2 separate regions of the Cricetulus griseus genome follow, and region 2 is linked to region 1. The links are chromatin contacts, called in public Hi-C maps. All regions are on one chromosome and are shown on one strand. The core of a region is the stretch at or near the end of the contact, and the rest is flanking DNA. Distances in the headings are between cores, read along the strand shown. Region 1 holds the start of Galnt1 (polypeptide N-acetylgalactosaminyltransferase 1). Region 2 holds the start of Znf24 (zinc finger protein 24).

Evidence for each region. A called contact is a pair of places that touch in the nucleus more often than the background predicts.
Region 2: a Hi-C map of liver shows a contact between it and region 1, with 2.2 times the contacts expected there. The contact joins the promoter of Znf24 here to the promoter of Galnt1 in region 1. A contact is called at or near these places in 4 of 8 Hi-C or Micro-C datasets (the CHK-Q cell line, the CHO-K1 cell line, fibroblasts and 1 more).

Annotation. Positions count from the first base shown.
Region 1 is chr2:212,982,831-212,988,038 of CriGri-PICRH-1.0, reverse strand. Galnt1 (polypeptide N-acetylgalactosaminyltransferase 1) reads left to right here and starts at 3,009. Exons shown (of 14, transcript XM_035440246.1): 1 at 3,009-3,141.
Region 2 is chr2:213,152,220-213,157,427 of CriGri-PICRH-1.0, reverse strand. It overlaps Znf24 (zinc finger protein 24), which reads right to left and starts at 3,182. Exons shown (of 4, transcript XM_027400569.2): 1 at 3,053-3,182; 2 at 1-209. The coding sequence starts at 125.

The sequences.
Region 1 (5,208 bases), core at 1,760-4,259:
TAACCAACATTTCCTCTCATCGCTTTGGTTAATTGCTCTTGGGTAGTTTACTCTGCAGTAGGCAGCATCCCTGTAACCTTTCTAGTTTATTTGATAAAACCCTGCTAAAGGTATTTTAAGGGAAGGTGGTTTTATTGGGGGGGGGTGGGTCTATTTTGGTCCACAGTTTGATAGCAGTCTGTCGTGGTGGAGAAGGCATGGGTGCAGGAGGGTAGGCAGCTGGTCACACTGCATCCACAATCAGAAGTAGAGAGATACACACTGATGTTCCACTCCTGTTTATTCAGTCGGGGACCTCACCCCACAGTCAAGGTGGATCTTCTCATCTGAGTCAATCCTCCCTGGAGACACTCCTACAGACACACCCAGAAGGGTTATCTGTCTTCTAGGTGATTTTGAATCCTGTCGAGATTAATCACCGACTCCCACATCTCTCCCTTAAACAGACAGGTTACAGGAACCATTTTCTTACTTTTTAGCTAGTTGGAGACAAATGACTAGGACTCATTTACAATGGAGAAAATCATAAAAATTCATTTAAAAATCCATCAAATCGAAAACAAAAGACTTGATCTGTATTATCCAGCCCAAAGGCTGCTCCGGAGACTCATAATGATGTGACGGGGGAAATCTGAATTCTGGGCACAGTGTGAATGAGAAGTAACAACAGAGCCAAACACCAGAAAATATATGTGGGTTATTCTTTACTTTGGATTCCCTCATGTGTTATTTCAAAAACCTGATCTGTGCCCTTTCACCTACTCCTTCTTGACAAATCTTGACACTAGTTCCTTCTTGCCCTGAAACATGCCACCTTTCTACCCTGTTTAGTGGATAAAGTCAAGACACATTTTTGAATGACTAGTAGTAGGTAGACACTGAGGTGACGAGGGGGTAAATGTACTTGGTTAGACCACCTGTGGAGGAAAGTGCATTTTATTACATCATACAATGCAAACAGTACACAGTTTTCTATTTGATTTGAGGTACTATTTTAATTGCAAAATATTTTCTAAATATACAAAAGATGTTATTTTAGGCTTCTTAGTGGAACACACTTTTTTTTTTTTTTTTCCCCCCCGAGACAGGGTTTCTCTGTGTAGCTTTGGGGCCTATCCTGGCACTCGCTCTGGAGACCAGGCTGGCCTCGAATTCAGAGATGCGCCTGCCTCTGCCTCCCGAGTGCTGGGATTAAAGGGTGCACCACCAACACCTGGATTTTTAAAACTTGTTTTATCGAGGCAATCTGACAATCAACATTCACTTGCCTCAAGTGCACATTAAGTTATTTTTTGGTTCATTATTTCTACAGTCATTATCTTATTCTGTTTAAGAAAATTTCTAACTTTGTGGTCAGTCCTCATATTTCTACCCCTGGCCTTAAGCAACCGCCAATCACTATCCAGTTTTTCTAGATATTTTATTTAGGTTGAATCATGTATGTGCTCTTCTGCATTAGTCCCTTTTACTAAGCTTATTACTATTATTTTGACACAGGGTCTCTCCTTTGGCCCACATTGATCTCAAACTAGCCATGTAACCTGGCTGGTCTAAACTCTTGCTCTTTCTGCTCTGTACATCCTAATGCTGGTATTACAGAAATGAACCATTAATTATGTCCTGTTTTGGTTTACTGATTTTGAAGTACCTAAGTGTAGGATGTTTTTAACGAGTACTTTGCTGCTTTGCATACATCTTGTTGATCCTTTCAGAAATTCTTAGACATCTGGATTGTTCTCTCTTGGCCATTATAAAAAATGACATGAATACTTATGAACAAGCTAGAAGAACCTCTTCAATTTTCTGAGGGAAATATCTGTAAGTGGGATTGTAGGGTCCTGTGTTAACTTTCTAAGAACCCAGGAAACTTTTCCAAAGTGACTACACTGTTTTATAGTTTCATAATACATGAAGGTTGTAATTTGTCTACCTCCTCACCAACAAACCATTCTTGTCTAGGTTTGTACTTTTTAATTGTAGCCATTGTAGTGGGTGTGAAGCGCTTTCCCATTGTGGTTTTAATTTGCATTTCCCCAAGTGACTAATGATTCTGAACATTATTTGTAATCATCTAAATATTTTCTTTGATAAAATGTATTCTTTAATCCACTTGTAACTGGATTATTAGCCTTCTTGAGTTCTCTAACAATCTGAATACGAATATTAGATAATACTAAATAAGATATATGGCATGCAAATATTTTCTCCCAAGTTTTCTTTCTCTTTTTTTTTTTTTGGATATATTTTTCTTTTAAAGACCACATTTTATTCAAAATATAGTTCCCCTGAGGACCATTAACAAGCTAATGACTGAATTGGTTTCAAAATATTACATTAGTACTTTTTGAAAATGCCACCTTTTAGGTCACGCAGGCACTGTTGCCCGGCCCATAATCCCAGTACTTGGGAGGTGGATTTGCTTTCCAACATAGCACTTGGAATATGTAGATAAGCAAAACAAGATAACTGTAGAGATAATTTTCAATGTCATTTTGTGACGAGTTGGAACCCTAACTCAAGGCTCAGCACAAAGTTCCACTCTGAGTCTATTGACATTAGAGATTCAAAAGATTAAAATGGGGCCAATAGCGACTATAAGAGATCTTATCGCGTGGTTCCTGCTCGTGGTTGGCAAGCAGTAAGATACAGGCTTCTCAATGAGCTATTGAGAAAAATGCAAAGGCGGGTAGTTGGTTGGTTGCACCTGGGTCATGACTGAGGCCCAGGGTTGTGTCTTACACAGTGCAGGGAGACCAGGCTTGATTCTGAAAATGAGTAGTGAGGTCTGCTTCACCAGGGAAACGGATGGAAGGCATCAGCAAGCTGCCCCTATTCTGCAGGGAAGGGGCGGGGGGGGGCGGTATTTTTTTTTTTTTCTGGTCCCCCGAGGTCCGGCGGCCTCTTCCGGCGGTGCGGGCCGGTGGCCTCCCCTCACCGCCCACCCTCGGTCGTGCATCCAGTCGCCGGTGCCGGGCTCGACCGAACCACTCATCCCGCCACAGGTGGCTCCGCATCAGGCGTGGCCTTCTGCGGAGCCCCGGGCCTGAACGCAGCGACGGCGCCTTCGATTTCTGCCGCCCGCTACCGGCCGGCCGGCTCCCCGAGGCTCGACTTGACGCCGCCGTCTTTGTCCGGACACAGGTGGGCAACCTCTCCTGCCCGAGGCCCCTCGTCCCGACACCCCGATTCCGCGCCTCGGGGCGGGCGGGACAGGAAGCGACGGCCCGCCGGAACCAACCGCGGCCGGGGCCAGGGGCGCAGCCGGCGGCGGCCGAGGGGCGCCTGCCACAGGGGAGGGGTCGAGCATCCGGTGAGCGCGGGCCCCCCCCCCGCCTCCCCGCGCAGCCGCACCGGCCTGCGAGGACTGCGCCCGGGGCGGGCGGGCGGGCGGGCGGCCGGCCTTGCGCGCGCGCCCGCGCTGACGGAGACGCCGGGCGAGCGCCGGCCGCGGCTGCATGAGGCTCGCGGGAACTAGCGCGCCGAGCCCGCGAGGCCCGGCGCCGAGGCTGGGGGGGGGGGCGCGGCGGAGGCGGAGCTCGTGCCGGGCCCGCCCGCCCGCGGGGGCGCCGCCGGCAGAGGCCGAGGAGGCGGCGCGGCGGACGGCGGCCCGAGAGGAGCGCCCGCGCTGCGGCCCGCGGGAGCGCGCCGCCACCGCCCGCGCCGGCCTGAGGAGCGCCCGCCGCCGCGCGGGCCGAGGTGAGTGAGGGAGTGCGCGGCAGGCCGGCCGGTGGCGCGGGAGCGGGGCGAGGCGGAGGCCCCGACGCGTCCTCGGCCCTTTGTGGTCTCGCGGCCGGGGCGCGGGGTCCGGCGGCGGGGACTCCCGGGCCGCCCGGCGCGCGGCGTCTCCCTCTGCCGGGCGGCCGCGCACAGCTGCGAGTTGGCGTCCTAGTTTGACATTGAGTTAGAAACCGTTTTTTCCTCAGAAGACGGAAGTTTGTTTTATTGACAGAGGTAGGGCTAAACATGGCTCCTGGCTTCGGCCGTGTGGGACTTGCTGCCGTGGTCCCGGGCGGACCCCTGCGGGTCCGGAGCGACGCGGGAGGACGCACAGGCCGGGGCCGAGGTCTGTGCCTGGGAAGTAGCGGGCTTCGGGCAGTGGGAATGAATGAACCAGAGGCCACTCACCCGCAGCACGGTGCCGTGAGAGACTGACCAGGAATCGGGATGACTTGCATCGTCACTGCCTCTTACCTAGTCAGCCTTGCCTAGAGGACCCCCTCCGACCCCCCCCCCCCACCAAATTTATGACCTTGGCCTTATTTCAAAGCCACTGAAACCAAACTCGCTTGGCATTTCTGGTACGTGCTGGCAAAAGGCAGTATAGTCTTTGTGATCTTGGATTATTGGAGGACAGCTAATGTCACCTAAACCTCACTTTGTGCTTAATAGCAAGTAGCATGTTTCTTTATGATCGTACCAAGAACTCTAGAAAGTAGGAGATCTTGCCCTCATTATTCATAGATGAAGACCAGGTCCCAAGAAGTTAAAGTTTTCAGGTCATAAGCCAAGCTGCAGAGTTGAGAGTCAGACCTAGACTTTGTGCTCTTTCCTTAGGATCGTACTTGGTGGTAACCATTGACCACATGTGGTTACTTAAATTCAGAAAGTTCAGCTCCTCACTCAGTAGGCACATTTCACGGATTAAAAAGCCAAGTGTGCTACAATTTATTTATCTGGTAAATACTTATTGAGCGCCGTGTGTGTTAAGTGTTAGTCTTGGGAATACTGTGGTGAATAAAAGACAAAGTGTACTTGCCTTTATGAAGCTTGCATTTTACAAGGTAGTTTGAAGATCTTTCCATGGTACCTCAGAGCCTTGATATTTCTTTCAAATGTGGTTCATGGACTAGAAATATCTTCATTACCTGGGGAGTCTGAAAGAACTATTTCAGACACCCATCCACATCGACTGAATTAGTATTTGCTTTTACAGGATTTCAGGTTGTGTGTGGTTTGAAACCTGAGACTCCATTACTCAAAAGTCAATGATAGCTGGTTTTAGAGAATGTTTCTTGTTTTGTTTGGTGCCATTTTATTATTTTTAAATGTGTATGGATATTTTGTCTGCACATATGTCTGTGCACCACGTTGGTACCAGAATTGGGGTTCAGATCCCTTGGAATTGGAGTTACAGACAGTAGTGAGCTGCCATGTGGGTGCTGGAAATTGAACCAGGATTGTCTGGAAGAGCAGTCAATGCTCTTCTCA
Region 2 (5,208 bases), core at 1,933-4,432, 170 kb before region 1:
CAGGAAATGCTTGACCCCTCTTCACCATCAGGATCCTCCTCTAGTTTCACTCTCAGAATTTTTTCTTCTTCATCTGGATTTGGGATGATAAGTACTGAATCTTCTTCCACCGATTGTGCAGACATCCTGTCACAATACTTCAAGAAAGGCAGTCAAGGCAGGATATAGACCTCACCCAGAGAAATACTTTGTTTTCCTCAAAGGTACTCCTAAGGAATAAGAAATGAAAGACACATAAATTACCAAATACCCCAAGATATTTGAAAACAACCGAAAAAACTAGTTTTTTTTTTTTTTTTTTTTACTGGATTAAAAATTCTAATCAATAGTCTATATTGACTGAAATGCTATCATAGTTGGTAGACTACAGCCAATCTAGCCTGCTGCCAATTACACTATCCATAGTGTAAAAATTTAAATGGCTAAAAAGCATAGAAACATTTCATGATAGGAAAATATGATGTATCAGTCTAGGGTCAACAGTCATTCAGCTGGCAAAGGTACCCTCGATCAAGCCTGATGACTTGAGTCTGATAACCAGCATGTACATAGGAGAGAACTTTACTTCTGCAAGGTGTTCTCTGGTCTCCACAAGTGTGGCATTGCACGTGCATGCCTACACACATACACAAAATGTAAAAATATTTTTAAAAATTGTAATGGTTTATTTTATGTGCATTGGTTTTTGCCTATAAGGGTGTCTGTGTGAGGGTGCTGGTACCCCTGGAACAAAGTTACAGACATTGGGAATGGCCATATGGGTGTTGAGAATTGAACTTGGGTCCTCTTGAAAAGCAGCCAGTGCTCTTAACTACTGAGCCATCTCTCCAGCCCCATAATATTTTTTAAATTTGTTGTTTATAAATCATTAAATTTAATCATGGTTCAGGCTATAAAGGTATCACTGATAGGGTTCAACAATTTCTGCTAAGATCTAAAACAACTTAGGATTTATTTACAACCTGGCCCTTTCCAGCGAAAGACTGTCAGTCTGTGACATATAGTAACAAAAGGCAATTAAATAGCCTAAAGAACCCATGTAAGAATCAACCTATCGAAGTGCTCTCCAAATGTTCTGAACCCTTGGGTTCTGCAAGTAAGAATGCTCGCTGTCCTTGCAGAGGACCCAGGTTTTATTCCCAGCACTACAAACACTCTTCTGACCTCCTTAGGCACCAGGAAGACACGTGGTATACACATACATAAAATAAGAAACTAAATATTCAGAACTGTGGGACTCAAAACTTTGACATTTATTTTGTGTTTATACATCTCCGCACAGGTGTGGGAGTCAGAGGACAAGATGCAGAAACTTGTTCCCTCCTCCTGCTTTGTGGAATCTGGGATCCAATACAGGTTGTCAGGCTTGGAGCAAGCCCCCTACCTAATGAGCTACCTAGCCCGCCCAACTTTTCATTTTGTTTTTGCAAGTCTGGAGTAGGAACCAGGTAAACTGCCTCCCCACCCCTGGGGTTAGAGACTGTATTCAAGGCCAATGCACACTCACGGGCATACACACACACACACACACACACACACACACACACACACACACACACACCACGCACGCACGCACGCACGCACGCGTGCGCGCACTGCTTTGAAGTTAAAAAAACAAAACTGAGGTGTTTAGGAACTTCCTAAACAAAATAAATGTGAAAAATGTTCACTAGTAGCTGGGTATGGTGTCCTAAACCTGTAATCCCAGTACCTAGGTAGAATAAGACTATCCTCATCTACATAGCAAAAACAACTGGGCTGTTAGATCTTGTCACAGATTCACTTTGACACAGTTCACATAACGCTGGAGAAGAAACTATTGCACATAACATGCAAATGTTATTTAGGCATCCACCACCATACATGCATTTAAACTTACTGTGACAGTTAATCAACTGCAGCAAATTCTATTAGGAAAAAGCACTCACAACTTCTCATAATGGCCCAGAGTCTTTTTCCTTAAGTAGCTTCCCCTAGCTTTTCCTTTGGGGAAATCTGTGAGCTACTTTCTGATCCTTTTAGTATTTGCAAAATCATACTGGTGCCATGGTTCACAGCACATTAAGAATAATAAGCTTAGCTAGGCGGTGATGGCACATGCCTTTAACCCCAGCACTTGGAAGGCAAAAGGCAAGCGGATCTCTGAGTTCGAAGCCAGCCTGGTCTACAGAGCCAGTACCAGGGCAGACAGGACTACACAGAGAAACCCTGTCTGGAAAAACAAAACAAAACAAATGAACGGAACAATACGCTTTACAGCTACTGTTTATTTATCAGAGCCAAGAATATTAAAAACACACACACACACAAAACACAGAAACTTAAGAAAATCTTATTGAAACCTGTCAAGAGGAAGACAATCAAAAAATACTGTATCAAACAGACAGACCATATAGATCCATAAATATTCTTGAGTGGGATGATGGCCTGCTAGCAAAATCCAGGTTATTTATTCCTATTCCTGGACCAGACCCTATCAACGGCTCAAGCATTTCTACGTAATAGAAATTGCTTTTTCTTCTATTTTGTACTGCACCAGGCTCATGAGACGAGGAGAAACGCCGTCAAGCACTTGGCGGGATCCTGGTCTTCAACGACCTCCCGCCTCACAGCGCCGAGCCCAGCCAGCCCCAGTAATCCCCGCTGATGTCCTCTTCCCAGCATCCACCGCGAAGGGCCGCAGAGGCCCCAGAACACCCGTCTCCACACAGGACGGGCACTTCCGCCCTAGACCGGCGGGACTACAAATCCCAGAAGGCCGTGCGCGAGAACCACGGATCCCACCTCGGTTTAAGCGACTCCCAGAACGCTCCGCGAGCGGACAGAGCCTCGAAATAGAACAAAACCGGTCGGTGGGGGAGGGGAGGACATATCGGCGAGGACGCGGGCGCGAGAGGCTCGGCGGACTCCCGAAGCGCGGCAGGCCGCCGTCGCCGCCCTTCCGCCGCGGCCTTCTCCGCGCACGCCCGAGACGCCGAACGACGCCGGGCCCTCGGCCGCCGCGCCCCGACCCGCGCCCCCTCCTCGAACCCTGCCCCCGCACGCCGCTGACCTCCGTCTCGGGACCCACCGCAGCCTCGCCGTCCCGGGCAGACGCTGCACCGTCGCTTACAGCCTCTTCCCACAAGCCCCCGGCGCGCACGGCTTCCGGTCCGCAGGACGGGGGGCGGGGGTGGGGGGCAGGCGAAGCCCCGAGTTGCCATGGGGACGCGCGGCAAGCGGGGGAGGTGCGGCTTGATGACAATGGCCGTATTGAAGCCGAGCTTGGCCTTGCGCCTCTGCCAGAGTGGGCGCTGAGCTCTGTTCCACTTCACAAAAAAGGAAAGGGGAGTTAGAGGAAGGTAGTTGGCAGTTTCACGAGTGTCCCGTGCTCCCCGTAGGAACCCTCTGGAGTAACTAACGAAAGTGAACATTTCTGAAAGCCTGTCACAGTCGTGCTAGGCACACACAGCCTCTGTGCTCTGCGTATAAATAATTCCCTTTACCCCCACATCCTATAGTGCAGGAACTTGTAGTCCCGCTTCAGGGCCGACATCTCATTATAAGTAGGAAGTCAGGTTTGCACTTAAACATGGCTCAGACTGTTGCCTCCCACTAGCTGTGTTAACAAAGATTATAACAAGTCATCAAACAAGATGAGGCTAGTTGAGAACTTTGGGAATTTGCACAATCTGAGCATACTGGGTATTTCATGTCAAAAAGCAGCTGCAGTCATAATCAGTCAGACCACCTCATTCCTCTAAAGTCCTCCGGTGCATTACAACTACCGGAACTATGACACTAAAAATTTGTTAAATTGTCCTGCAGTTCGTCTATGGTCTGTTGCCTGCTTTTTCCCTCTGGCTATGTCTCCAGCTTATTGTGGAGCCTCAGCCTCACTGACCAACCCTCTTTCAGGTGGTCTCCATATGCTTAGGGGCACTCTTAGAATTGTGCTTTGAAAGTCCAGTAAAGGTGGAGTCGTCTCTGTCCTCTCTGTCCTGGTTATGACAGTACCCCCACCTAGTTTCAGGATGCCAGCTGGCATATAGAAAACTCAATAAGTACAAAGTTTTCTTTGAATAAATGAATGAATTGTGGGCTGTCGACATTGCAGCCTTTGCTAGGTCACATGTCAAGTCTCAGAAATGGCACAAAAGAGCCCTGTTTTGGAAAGTTTTGTTGGAGCATAGGTCAAGCCTTGCAAAACATTGAAAAGGTCCTCAAGCTTTGCCTTATTGTCTCATTCAGGAAAGGGTCTCTGCAAGTGTCCAGAGCCTCTGTTGGGTCAGTGAATGAGCAGTAAACAAGCAGCTGACCAAACAGCAAGCCATTTCATTCCAGCCAGAGCTCACCTTCCCATAACCCCTGCTAACTCCTTTCTTCACTGGGAGGCTTTATCCAGCATTTCACTGTCCCATTTGGCCTCACCCAGGCTCCAGCTTGGCTACTCTCTTTTGTGACTCCTAAGAGCTCTTCACCCCTCCTCCGTCTTTCCTATGAGAAGTCCATCGGGCTCTTCCAGGATTTGTAGAAGGCATGTTGATGACTCCTTTAACTTTGCAATCATTTTGCCTGGCAATACCCCAGGGCTATAAGGCTTAATCCCAAGGGTGTGGGAATCTCCTTACAGATGCTCTGAAAATACACTAAAGATAGAAATGGAAACAAGACAACAAAATTCCCTCTTCCAACCAGACAACTAAAATCAGAAACTACTACTGAAGTACTGCCCTTGTCCTTAACATCAACCACTTTCAAAGATGCCCTCCTGAAGGAGCTAAGAGCCATTAACTCATGTATGTGAGTGATTTCCAGCTTCTGAAAAAGCCCTGCCCAGCGGTGATGACATGTTAATAGGAGACCAGCCAGGGCTGCAAAGAACCTGCCAGAGAACAGGGACAAGACTAAGAAAAGTGCTCTCCCTGGAGCAGGTTCAAAGAGACCAAAGAAATGGCCTCGTGGGAAAAAGACTTCTGGGTGGAGTTTTCAACTTCTGGTAACTATTAAAACTATTATTTATGGAGCATACAATCCAGGGCCTTGTACATAGAAGGCAAGGACTCTACCTCTAAGCTGTCCCCATCCCCAGCAATATTATTTTGATGCTAGATGAGCCATTTTTTAAAAACAATCACATACTCATCTTAATGTACTCTAATTTTTATAATCTTGCATTTATCATTTTGACCATCAATGTTTACTTAACTATAGTGTTGAATACTCACC